Regions from separate parts of the Zea mays genome. Here all the other regions are linked to region 2. The links are chromatin contacts, called in public Hi-C maps. All regions are on one chromosome and are shown on one strand. The core of a region is the stretch at or near the end of the contact, and the rest is flanking DNA. Distances in the headings are between cores, read along the strand shown.

Region 1 (3,867 bases), core at 237-2,736, 190 kb before region 2:
TAAGAGTAGTAGAGATATGGCCTTTCCGTACCGGCCATTTCGTGCCTGCCTTAAATAAGTCGTAAGTCGTGCCCGCCCATAGCCCGTGATATCGGCCCACTTACAGTTTGATGCATCGAGCCGGTCTAACCGATCTAAAATATTTCAGATCGTGCCATGTCTGAGCTATGTTTTTTTGCGTTTTGAATCAACTCATCAGACTCGGTCTAAATGTATACCTATAGAATGGAGCCATTTCCCTTTTTCATGTTTTTGGTTGAAAGGATAAGAACAAGATCCATCCTCTTTAAGGAATATCCACGAAATACTCGTAAATACTCGTAAGAATGGAGTTTTCCTCCACAAGAAAAAGACATATATTAGAATTTAGAAGATGTTTAGTTTTTATGTAATAATTTATAGTTCCTATATTTTATTTTATTTTATTTTAATTCGTAATGTGGGTCGGAGAGACTCCACACTATAGTCCACCTCTTTTCCATCTTCATCGTGGTCATCCTCCCATTAATATCTCCAACAAACTTATCTCACTCTCTCCCACTTTCTACTTCAAACTAGTGGTGGATTCAGACCCGGGGCTGCCCGGGCTGCAGCCCATGTCACGACCCCATCTCTGCACTACGTTAGAATGCAGCAACATCGTGCGCTAGCCCTGTCCGTGCTGCAAGAGCAGCTCATGCCATCAACCTAGCATGCAGTAGCTAGCAGCCTAAAAGCAGTGCACTAGCAACTAGCAAGCTAGAACCATTGTTCAGCATCCAGCCTGTACAGCGCACTACCTACCAGGCGCAGACAAGAACTATTGGACAGTGAACCACCAGGCACAAGAGTAGCACCAGCATATTTGCATGCCTGCAACAGCCTAGAACTCTAGGTTAGTTGTTTATCGTAATTTTAATTAATTTTGTTTCATCAATTATTTACTAGGTTAGTTAATAAAATTAATGTTTATGTTTATAGAGATAGGATGGATAAGTTTTTCATAAAAAAGATGGTTTAACATAATACTTAGAATAAAAATTTTAAACTTGTCTTAGTAGTCCCTCCTTTAGGCTTTCTGGATCCGCCACTGCTTCAAACTCCACTCTTTAAAAAATGTAATCTATAGCAACAACTAATATGCAATCAGACCTTATATGCAAGTGCAAACGAGCCTTTTAGTCCGTTAGATCATGATCTAACTGTAGACATGATCGTGGTTTGTTAGGGGTTTTTTATAAATCTATACGAGCTGACGGTGGAATGATTTAATTGTTAAATATGATATATTGTTGCATAATCTAATGAACCAGGAACCTCGCTTGCACGCTTGCACATAAAACCTGATTGTATATTAGTTGTTGCCGTAATCTATGGTATATAAAACGAAATAATTGAAATTCTATCACTTGAAACGTTGTCTGCTTGTTAATATTACTCTTGTGTCTATGAATTGTGGGGCCATCCGTGTCTATAAAATGTCGAACTGATGACAATTTTATGAATATGTTTTGTGGTGACGGCAAATACCAAATTCTCTCAAAACAAAATATTTGGAATACGATCGTCGGTCCGCTGGAGATGCCTGCTGCCTCCGTTTCTGTTTGTGTGCGTGTCTCGGAGAAGCTCTCCCTCGCCTCGCAGATCCGCGGCCTGCTTTGTTGCTGCTTTGCCAGCAAGCTGCCGCGCTCATCCTCGCGCGACGCCAGCGGCGGGGTGGCCCCTCTCCAGTGACCCGGCGACTGCTCCCGTCGGTGCCGCCGCCGCCTCCTCCTCCGAGATCCATTCCCGTGCCCGCGGCAAGGACCAGATCCATCACCGCGCCACGAGCTACAGCAGGCGACATCCGCCCCGGGGTCGCACGCCGCCTGCTAGCCGCGGACGTCCCGGGAGCCCCGTTCGCAGACGCCTGCACGCGCGCGGCGCGCAACGAGCTCCGCCACCTGCCGTCGTGAAGCAGCGGTGAGAACCCACCCTGCTCCCTCTCCCGTAGCCATGTCAGGCATGTCCCGCTCTACAGTCTAGACATTGAACTACTGTCAGTTTTGCTCGGTCTGCTGTTGTTTCTATATCCATGTGGTTACGAACACAGGATGTTTTACCCCTTTATTTACTGGTTCTGAACTTAGAATTACTACGTGCCCGATAACTATTCCTCACCCGACACTAGTCCTAGTCCTGATCGCAGAAGTGAGCAGACAATATTTCTGCTAGATGTTTAACTTACTTGGTTCGCTCTGAACTTAGAACTGCTACCTGCCTGAAAATTATTCATCACCTGACACTAATCCTGATTGCAGAAATGAAGTTTGAACAATATTTTCTGCTAGATGTTTAACTGTGCAAACTTTCAGAGAAGAGATCTGTTATTTGTTAGATCTCGCCCAACTAAAGCCTTCCAGCTATAGGCTGCTGCTGCCACTATTACAATTACGTGCCTTATTGTTTAACATTTAACAAATACTGAAACATATCTCTGTATTGTCTATTTTTGCTAAATGCCACGTTCATGTATGAGTGTATCCATATCTGTGCTACATAGATTTCAGGTGTGTCCAATGAAGACTATACTTTTCAGTTGTCTTTATTATAGAAGGTGTCTTGGTACTCTGTTGCTGTACTTTATTTTATTTAACCGGAGTTTATGTTTTAGGCAACAATTGTACTTTGTGTTTGATTATTGTGATTCTATAGAAGATTCACTATACCTAGCTTCGTGCTAATATCATCTTGTAGACTTGACGGCAAAAGGACCCTTTGAATCAAAGAGAAGTTCGTCACTGAGGCTGAAGAAAATCTGGATGTGTTTACCTTTCAGGGCTTACTAATTTTGAGAGGTGTCTGACATAGACTAAAAAAAAATCAGCGCCAGGGCTCAGGGAGCGACCTACCCCAAGGTGGGGAGTTGGTTCCTTTTCCAGTAATAATGAGGGCAAATTCATATCCCATCATGATGGAAGAGGACATGGAAAATGGAAGGTCGTATCAAGAAAGACCAAGGGCTTTTTCAACAGTACGAAGCAAATCATCTGTACCGCTGGTATGGACTATTGCTAAGCTTTCTCCACCTTTAAAAATACATAACTGACTTTTGTGGCTACATTGAAAAGGACAAACTTAGCATCCATTCATATGTCATGTGCTCACTTTGTGTGTGTATTTCGTTCTCGTTAGCTTGGGATTAAAAGGCTATGTTGATGTTGATGCTAGTAAATGCAAGTACATGGTATTTGTCCTGAAACAAAGCATTGTGGAATGTCCCTGTTTTTGTTGCTATATTCACACTATTTTATTTTGGATGGGAAAGAAATATTCACACTGTTTATTTATTTATTTATTTATTTATTTATTTTTCTTTCATTAGTTTTAATGTATATGGCTATTGACAATTATCGTGAAAGGACCTCTAGCTGAGTTGGTTAGGTGGTCTGAGTAGCACTTATAAGTCCTAGGTTCGACTCCTCGTGGGAGCGAATTTCAGGCTATGGAGTAGCACTTATTAGGTCCTGGGTTCGAGTCCTCGTGGTAGCGAATTTCAGGCTGTGGTTATGAAAATCCCTTCGTCTATTCTACTCCAAAGCACAGGTCTAAGGCCCGGTCTAGGTCGTTTCACATGGGCTACGGTGCCGCCGTGTATGGGTGGGGCAGGGATTCGGGGGGTTTCTCGACCTACGTGAGAAGGTCTTCTTATTTTAATGCTCGGGGACTGTCTTACCCTTGCATGTCGAGTTTTTTTTATTGACAGTTATCAAAGTGTACACCAAAGAACAATTTAGCACACTATGGACACTACATCATTTCTTTCCATCTTTCTTTGTTTTAACTATATATTTATACTTTGAAATTTATACATAAAGTAGCCAAATAAAATATATCCCTTTTTTCTCA
Region 2 (4,023 bases), core at 1,374-3,873:
GCCTTCCATGCATCACCATCTGACGGGTGCACCATTAACCCATCTTGTCTGTCTGTACAATCTTTATGCCACCTCATGTGCATGGCGGTCTTCCTCGAGAGAAACAAACGTTTCACTCTAGGAGTGAGAGGCATGTACCGAAGCTGTTTATGTGCAACCTTTGTCACCACCTTCTCCCCTTCTTCATTTACAAGCTCCACGTACCTCGACTTCCCACATTTTAAGCATTTCTGCTCTCTGTCATGTTCCTTCCAAAAAAGCATATAGTTGTCCTGGCAAACATCAATTTTCTCATACTCCATACCAAGACCTTCAATCAATTTCTTGGACTGGTACATGTCTTTGGGCATCTTGTGACCCGTAGGAAGAACCTCGCTAATCAAATCCACAAGCTCCTTATAACAATTAATTGAGAATGCAAACTTGGACTTAATTGACATCAGTCGGGTCACGAATTCGAGGACGGTCACGTCAGTGTGCCCGTGAAGAGGCTCTTCTGACGCTTTGAGGAGATCGAAGAACTTCTGAAGCTCCGGTGTAGGTGAATCATGATGATCTGGGGTCAGTTCAGGCTGCAGATCCTCAAGCATTTGGTCCATCCTATCCACATCTTCACCATCATCAACTTCTATTTCTGCTGCTCGTTCAAGGCATGACTCCCCGTAGAGACACCAGACCTTATAGCCTGGCGCAAAACCACATGAGCACAGGTGTAGTGTGACCTGCCTCTTGGTGTGGCTCGTCATATTTCTACATTTATTGCATGGACACATAATATTATCTATTTGTGACAAAGCAGCTGCATGGTCCAGAATTATCTGCGTCTTGGCAAACCATTCATTTGTGTGACACCCACCCTTCTTGAAACCTTCATACATCCAATCACGTCTATCACCCACTATTGCGGCTGTGTGTACGAGTAAGAAGTGCGTGTGAGACATTCATGTTTCTACACATCACACATACATCTATAGGTAAGTAGTAAAACTATATATACATAACATCACATTCATAACATTAACATGATATTCATCAATTAACAATATTTGCAACATCCAAATTTAGGTCAAATCATACTAACAAATAACAATATTAAATAAATTGTAATCGCACTACAGTTAACTCCCGTCGGCCATAAAAAACCGACGAAAATAAACAATATTTACAACATTAAATCCATTAAATTAAATAATATTTTCAGAACATCAAATTTATTAACCATAACATCAAATTTATCATATCGAAACCTTCATACATCATCCTAATATTATAAGTTAAATCTAATCAATAAATAACATCAAATTCAACAATTTAATAGCATAACTTAAATCTACTATAATAATTTAATTAATACTTACCTAACATCAAGCCACACATGTAATATTAAAAATAGCAAGTATAATGCTTAAAGTCATATGAAAACTAAGAACACTATCAATTAACAATTTTAAACTAACTCTAATCACATGAAAGTTAACTCACGTCGGCCATAAAAATCCGACGAAAATAAACATCTACACATATCTAACTACTATAATCACACTCGCATTCACAGTTAAGGATGTATACCTCAACGACAAGGCGGCACAAGGCGGGTGCAACGGCGTTCGGGGAGGCGGTTGGGGGCGGCAGCGGCACTCGGGGAGGCGATCGGGGGCGACGGCGGTGCTCAGGGAGCCAGTCGGGGCGGCGGCGATGGTGGCCGGCGGGGGAGGCGTCGGTCGGCGCCGGTGTTTGCGACGGCGATGGGGGCCGGCTGGGGCGGCGCGGTGGTCATGACCGGCTGGGGCGGCGCGGCGGCGGCGGTCGATTTCAAGGAAGAGATCAGAGGAGAGGAATGAGCCCGCGCGGGCTCATCCCTGCTCATAAAACATTAATTCCCATCGGCCAGAGTACGGGGCCGACGAGAATAAGGTAATCCCCGTTGGCCTACGCTCTGGTCGACAGAAGTTAAGGTAATCCTCGTCGGCCTGTGTGTGAGCCGACGGGAGTTAATTTATCCACGTCGGCTGTGGGTTAGCCGACGGAAGTTACTTTATCCCGTCGGCCTTTTCTCTGACCGATGGGAATTAACTTGGCCGACAGGAATCGTTAGGATTCTTGTAGTACGTACCCGCGGATCAAAACCTTCACCCGTAGCTACACCCATCGTCGGATCGGATATCGGTTGGGTTTCAGGTTTAGGGGTTAAAATTGTATCCTTGGACCACGCCGTACGTACAGTGGACAGTGCGAGCAGACGAGAAGTGGCTTGAAAGATACAGCTCGATAGATGCAGCGCAATCATGCATGCATGGTTACTCCGATCCATCCCATGCCCACACTGTGCATCCATTAACGACCCAACAGGCGAAGATGGGCTCGCGTGGTACTGGTACGTGCATATATACGTGCGACAACGATGCATGCATGCATGGGCCCGGGATCGCGTGGTCCACGTATACGTACGTACATGCATACCTATACGGCTATACCATCCCATGCATGGAAGATGCAACGATAGCTGGATGCATCGGCAGCTGGCCAACGGAGAAGAGAACGAGAAGCGTGCATGCGCTGCTCCAGTGCTTGGTAGCAGTAACTAGCGTGTGGACACGTAGTACTGGACAGTACAGTATGTGCGCATGTGAGATCGACACGTACGTCGTCGCAAGAATGTAGCTGGGCTCGCTAGTCGTCCATACCACGGAGTAGTACTAGCTAGCTATAGCTAGCCATATATATATATGCATGCATAGGTAGCATATGTATCATCAGCTAGTTGCAACTGCAATGCAACGGACCTTGGATTGTTGTTGCAGCTAGCTGGCTCTCGTGCGTGACGCGTCAACGTCTTGCCATGAATTTTATGGGGTACCGTACGTACCTGTCGATATGGATGTAGTGGTAGTGCTAGCTAGCTGGACTACGGCCTTGCTGGTAAGTAGGCATGCAGCTACCTTTATCCGATCCAGCAGCTATCGGCGTTCTTAAAATAAATCTTAGCGCTAACAAGATCTAGGAAAAACACGCGAACAAGCAGGTACTCTGAGAAGCAGTAATTTTAAATAATCTTCTCTAAAATTTAGCCTAGAGGAGGGGCTTATGAGCCGCCGGAGATGGACTCAGAGCATGTTTAGTTCGCTGCTGCTACAGTTTATCACATCTAAGGTTAGACATGTTTAATTAAGTTAGGTATGTGTTTAATTTATAGCCACAGTTGTAATAAAGATAGAACACTAATATAGGTATAATATATTTAGTTCACTTCATGGTGTGTCCTATACGCTTTTGATAAAAATTTCATAAAATAATACAATGTTACAGTTATTTTTATTAGTTGAGCTCTATATTTTAAGATAGAGTATTGATTTAAGTTACTCTTGGTCTTGGATATGCTATAAAATGCTTAGAGACACCGTGTCGATTATAACAAAAAAATAGTTAAATAATAAAATAGACGTTATTTGTGAACGTAGTAATTATTACTAATCATCTTATCCCAACAGGCGTCAGCGTCAGTGCGAAAGATTGAACGTAAGCGTCGCAATTAACTACACTGCTAATCAGTTGCTATATTATAGCTAGGACAGAGACAACACGTACGCTAGAGAGATCGAGCGTGTGCGTGCGTGCATGCGCGTGGTTTGGTCGATCGCCCACACCACTGACCACACGCACGTACGTGTCACTTTCACTGCCCGCCCGTGCACACAGACTGCGACGTCGTTCCAATTCATAATAGTTCCATGAGCGTGTACGTCCACCACGCAATGTCACGTCTATCATCACGCGCTCTATGCCTCTCTACTACTATATAGTGCAGGTTTAGGAGTTTGGGTTCATTTTATGAGGATTGGGAGTTTGCAAATACTGAGCTAAACGAAACTGCTTACCGGCCTTTGCTCTCCAATTTGTTCTTGTTCAAGTGGTTTTATAGTTCTTTGTCTTTGCCCAGTTGATTTTGAACACAGTTATTCACAGTAGACGAACTATCACGTACATTTACTTTTCTATCTCTTTATTTGTGCCGCACCTCCGATC
Region 3 (3,802 bases), core at 321-2,820, 180 kb after region 2:
CTCGCTGCTCATCTATGTAAGCTCTAAGAGATTGGATTTCGTTTGTTTCGCTTACCTTGGGGTAGCCGCAGTAGGTTGAAGCGAAGCCAGATTAGTCGCCCGTTGTCGAACAACCTTGTTGTTCCTGTCCACTCTGAAATTGGCCAGGAACTTTGCTTTTGCTTCCTTTATCAGCTGCTCCTAGTGCTCCTTGAACTCCAGTTGTTCTTCAGCCAGCAAGTTTTGCAAAGTCGGCTCGATGATGTTACTGGGGGAGACGTTAGAGCTATCTTTTGATCCGGCCGTTGAGGGCCAACCTGATAGATCTTCACGTGATGTCTCTAGCGGAGTCACCAAAAAAGTGTGTTGGCGTCGATCCGGGCGTCATTCACTGCGATGAGTACCGACGGCGGTGCTCTCTGCGGAAGCGCGGACAGTCCGCAGCCGAGGGTCGGACGTTCCACGACCTGGCGCAGAGGTTAGGGTTCCTGCCTAACAAGCCGGACGGTTCGCGCCTGGGGGCCGGACGGACCACACGTGCGCAAGGGCGGCGGAGTTCGCCGAACAGCACCTGGATCTCGGTCCCGGTAGGGACCCCGTCGGGGAGGAGAGATCCTAGGGTTTGTCTTTGGATCGGCAGGCCAACCAAGACACCTCTAAACGACGTAGAGCCAGAGAGAGGTGAAAATTAGAGAGAGGAATCTAAGTTACTATCTACTCCTAGGGCAAAATGTAAAAAACTAGAGGTATATTGATTGATTGATTGATTGTTAGTTTTTCAATCGGCCGTACCCCTTTAAATATATAAGGGGGAGGTCTGGATCCGTTTCTAGTCGTTCTCCAACAGCTCTCGCGGGATTAGAGGGCTAAACACGCGAAGAGATAGAAGTTTTAACCGTCTGATTCGATATATTCATGGACCGTCCATGCCTATGAGCGAACCGTCTGGCCGTGATCAGTACCACAAATGCTGCTCAACAATACGTGATGGTCTTACTTACAAAGCCTATGCTTATTGTGATGCGGCGCTAGTAATAAAGGATCTCGGACCGACAAAGGTGATTGTTAAAACGGGTTGCCAAGGATTAGTGGCTCCATGGAATTCTAGAAGTAGTAATTGGTGTGCTATTAAATCAAATCAAGGAACTTGGCCGACAAAGCACACATTTTTCTCTTTGCTTTATGTAAAGGAGGGTAGCAAACATGTGTGTTTCATTACACAAACAACCAAGTTCGCTTTGATTTCAAATTCTGAATATACGTGGTTGCATGATATCCCGAACTTTTTTATGTCTCAATGTATTCAGCATGCAGAACTCTCGTGCTAAGAAATGAATGAAGCAATAAAAAGGCTCTTTTTCCCGGGTGTTTTGGTGGTTTAGTCTGGCTTTGCTTTTTAGATTGTTGTGGTTCGGTGTCCGTGTGAACTCCTGGATCTGGATTCTGGACTGTGGAGTGTTTGGGTCTGTGTTTTGAAACAGAGAGTCGAGACTTTAATTCTGCGAGGGTGGTATGTGCAAAACTGGACGGGCCGTGCATTATCATGAGAGCCTACTATTATTTCTACACACCCACAACCACAACCCTTGTGACATTATTGCCCCCTCTTCCCTTCCCAACCCAACCCATTGCATTTGCAAGCCCTTTTACATTGCAGAGCGCCAGAGCCTCGCTCGCTCTCGGAACAGAGCTAGGCAGCTAACAGACGAAGAAGAAGCAAGCCAAGCAGAATTGAGAGAGAGGCGAGGACGTGGCGACGACGGCAGCCGCGATGGCGACGACGACGGACCTGGGGTTCGAGGCGACGGAGCTCCGCCTGGGCCTGCCCGGCGGGGGAGGTGGAGGGGAGCCGGCGCTGGGCGGCGAGGGGAGGAGCTCTTCCTCCGCCTCCGGCAAGAGGGGCTTCGCCGAGACCATCGACCTGAAGCTGAAGCTGGAGCCAGCGGCCGTCGTGGAGGCGGAGGAGGAGGAGGAGGACCACGGCGTTGCTGTTGCCCTTGAGAAGGAGGAGGAGGCCGGGAAGATGAAGCGGTCCCCGAGCCAGAGCAGCGTCGCCGCCGCCGCCGCCGCCGTGCTGGCTGACCCCGCCGAGAAGCCGCGCGCCGCCAAGTACGTCGTCGTCCTGTCCTGTCTCCTGTCTACTGTCCTAGCTCTAGCTCTGTTCCGTACGTATGTGCATATATGCTTAGCTGTTAATCGTCTCCACTCCATGATGCACATATATGCCCCGCGCGCTTCAAGTCACGAATCTCTCTGCTCCAGTTTATCCGTTTGCTCATAGGTAATAGAGAAAGACAGAGAGGGCCGGGGGGAGAATTAATCCAACCGTGTTAATAACCATGCGATCTTTGTTCATCCAACAACGAAGAACACGATCGAGCACGAACGCACATCTACGTACTCCTACCTATCATCGCAACAACGATCGAGCACCAGCCGCGTGCCAGCTGGTTGAAGACAAGATGCATGAGTTGAGCCCGGATACGATCCACGAACTGCTCGTAGTCGTAGCCAGCCAGCCCAGCAGTCGAGGAGGAGGAGGAGGAAGAGACAGCGGCACGTTACGTGTGGGGGCAGCGGGAGACAGCGGCTAGTGCCGACACGATAAAAGAAAGAAAAGAAACCCCACCACACTGCACGTATAGATCTCTTTCTCTGCCTCTGCCATTTTTTTGTCCACATCAACATCATTTTCCACATCACTCGCCTGTCCGGTTCGTTCATGCATCCGGTCCTGATCGCTCGCTCGCTCGCTGCTCCAGGCCAGGCTTAGAACCGATGGTGACGGCACGGTAGAACAGAGAACTACTGTGTGTGCGTGTGGGGTTATACATCTATCTATCTCTCTCTCTTTTTTATTATTTGGGCCCCTGTTCTGTTTCCCATACTGCCAAAGACTATACTATAGACGCCCATGCACTGCGCCATGGTCGTAAGCTACATTGGGTTCACCGTTCATGGATCGCCATTCTAGATCTGCTGTCCCCCGGCCTAGCTAAGCTAGCCCTCCTCCATATTACTATCGACTTTTTTCTCATAAAAAAACACATTTTGCACATGCCTACGACGTGTATGTTTTGGGCAAGAAATAAAACAAGGTACCACTACCCAGTCCACACAGAGACTACATGCATGAGCAACGAACAAACAAAAAAAAGCAGTAAAGTATATATAGTGTATATACTTATACTATACAACAGCAACGAACCAAAAAAAAAAACAGGACAGCTTAACAATTTGCACGCAATTTGCAGTAAAGTATATAGTATGTATATACTTATAAATCTAATGCTGGATCTGGATGGACGTCTCAGTCTCATCTACCGTGTGTACGTTTTGAGTTTTGACAGAGGGAGGTATATTGTATATACACCTGCAGGGCTCAGGTGGTGGGATGGCCACCGGTCCGGTCGTTCCGGAAGAACATCATGTCCGTGCAGTCCGACAAGGGCGCCGCCGCCGCCAACGGCGACAAGTCCTCGCCGGCGGCAGGCGGCGGTGCCGCGTTCGTGAAGGTGAGCTTGGACGGCGCGCCCTACCTGCGCAAAGTGGACCTCAAGATGTACAGGAGCTACCAGCAGCTGTCCAAGGCGCTCGAGAACATGTTCAGCTCCTTCACCATCGGTACTAAATTTAATTTGACAGCTGCTACTACTACTACCATAATTACTACATCGCGGTAAAAACACAGCGCACTCGATTCTTTTTTAACCTTTCTAATGAAGTACCTACAAAGTACACCAAAGTATATATACTCCTCTTTTTTTTTGGAAACGGAACTGATCTGTTTTTAAATTAAAATGCATGCAAGGTGTTTTATTTT

What was found. Hi-C and Micro-C count contacts between places; a contact is called where the count stands out from the background.
Region 1: a contact with region 2 is called in a Hi-C map of leaf, with 5 times the contacts expected there. The contact joins the promoter of LOC103650470 here to the enhancer-like site in region 2. A contact is called at or near these places in 3 of 25 Hi-C or Micro-C datasets (ear, endosperm and leaf).
Region 3: a contact with region 2 is called in a Hi-C map of leaf, with 3 times the contacts expected there. The contact joins the promoter of LOC100284259 here to the enhancer-like site in region 2. A contact is called at or near these places in 6 of 25 Hi-C or Micro-C datasets (ear, leaf, root tip and 1 more) and 1 of 3 datasets of contacts at active chromatin or transcription factors (leaf).

Annotation. Positions count from the first base shown.
Region 1 is chr3:119,566,415-119,570,281 of Zm-B73-REFERENCE-NAM-5.0, reverse strand. It overlaps LOC103650470 (pyrophosphate-energized membrane proton pump 3), which reads left to right and starts at 1,486. Exons shown (of 15, transcript XM_008676058.2): 1 at 1,486-1,941; 2 at 2,716-3,019. The coding sequence starts at 2,906.
Region 2 is chr3:119,378,016-119,382,038 of Zm-B73-REFERENCE-NAM-5.0, reverse strand. No RefSeq gene overlaps it. Among protein-coding and RNA genes, the nearest start is that of LOC103650469, 4.0 kb to the left of the region's middle. Within about 2 kb of position 2,623, at least 16 of the 20 cell types and tissues checked have an H3K27ac peak or open chromatin away from gene starts, as enhancers often do. A contact at or near this core is called in ear, leaf and tassel, where this site is marked.
Region 3 is chr3:119,200,776-119,204,577 of Zm-B73-REFERENCE-NAM-5.0, reverse strand. It overlaps LOC100284259, which reads left to right and starts at 1,570. Exons shown (of 5, transcript NM_001371982.1): 1 at 1,570-2,088; 2 at 3,359-3,603. The coding sequence starts at 1,751.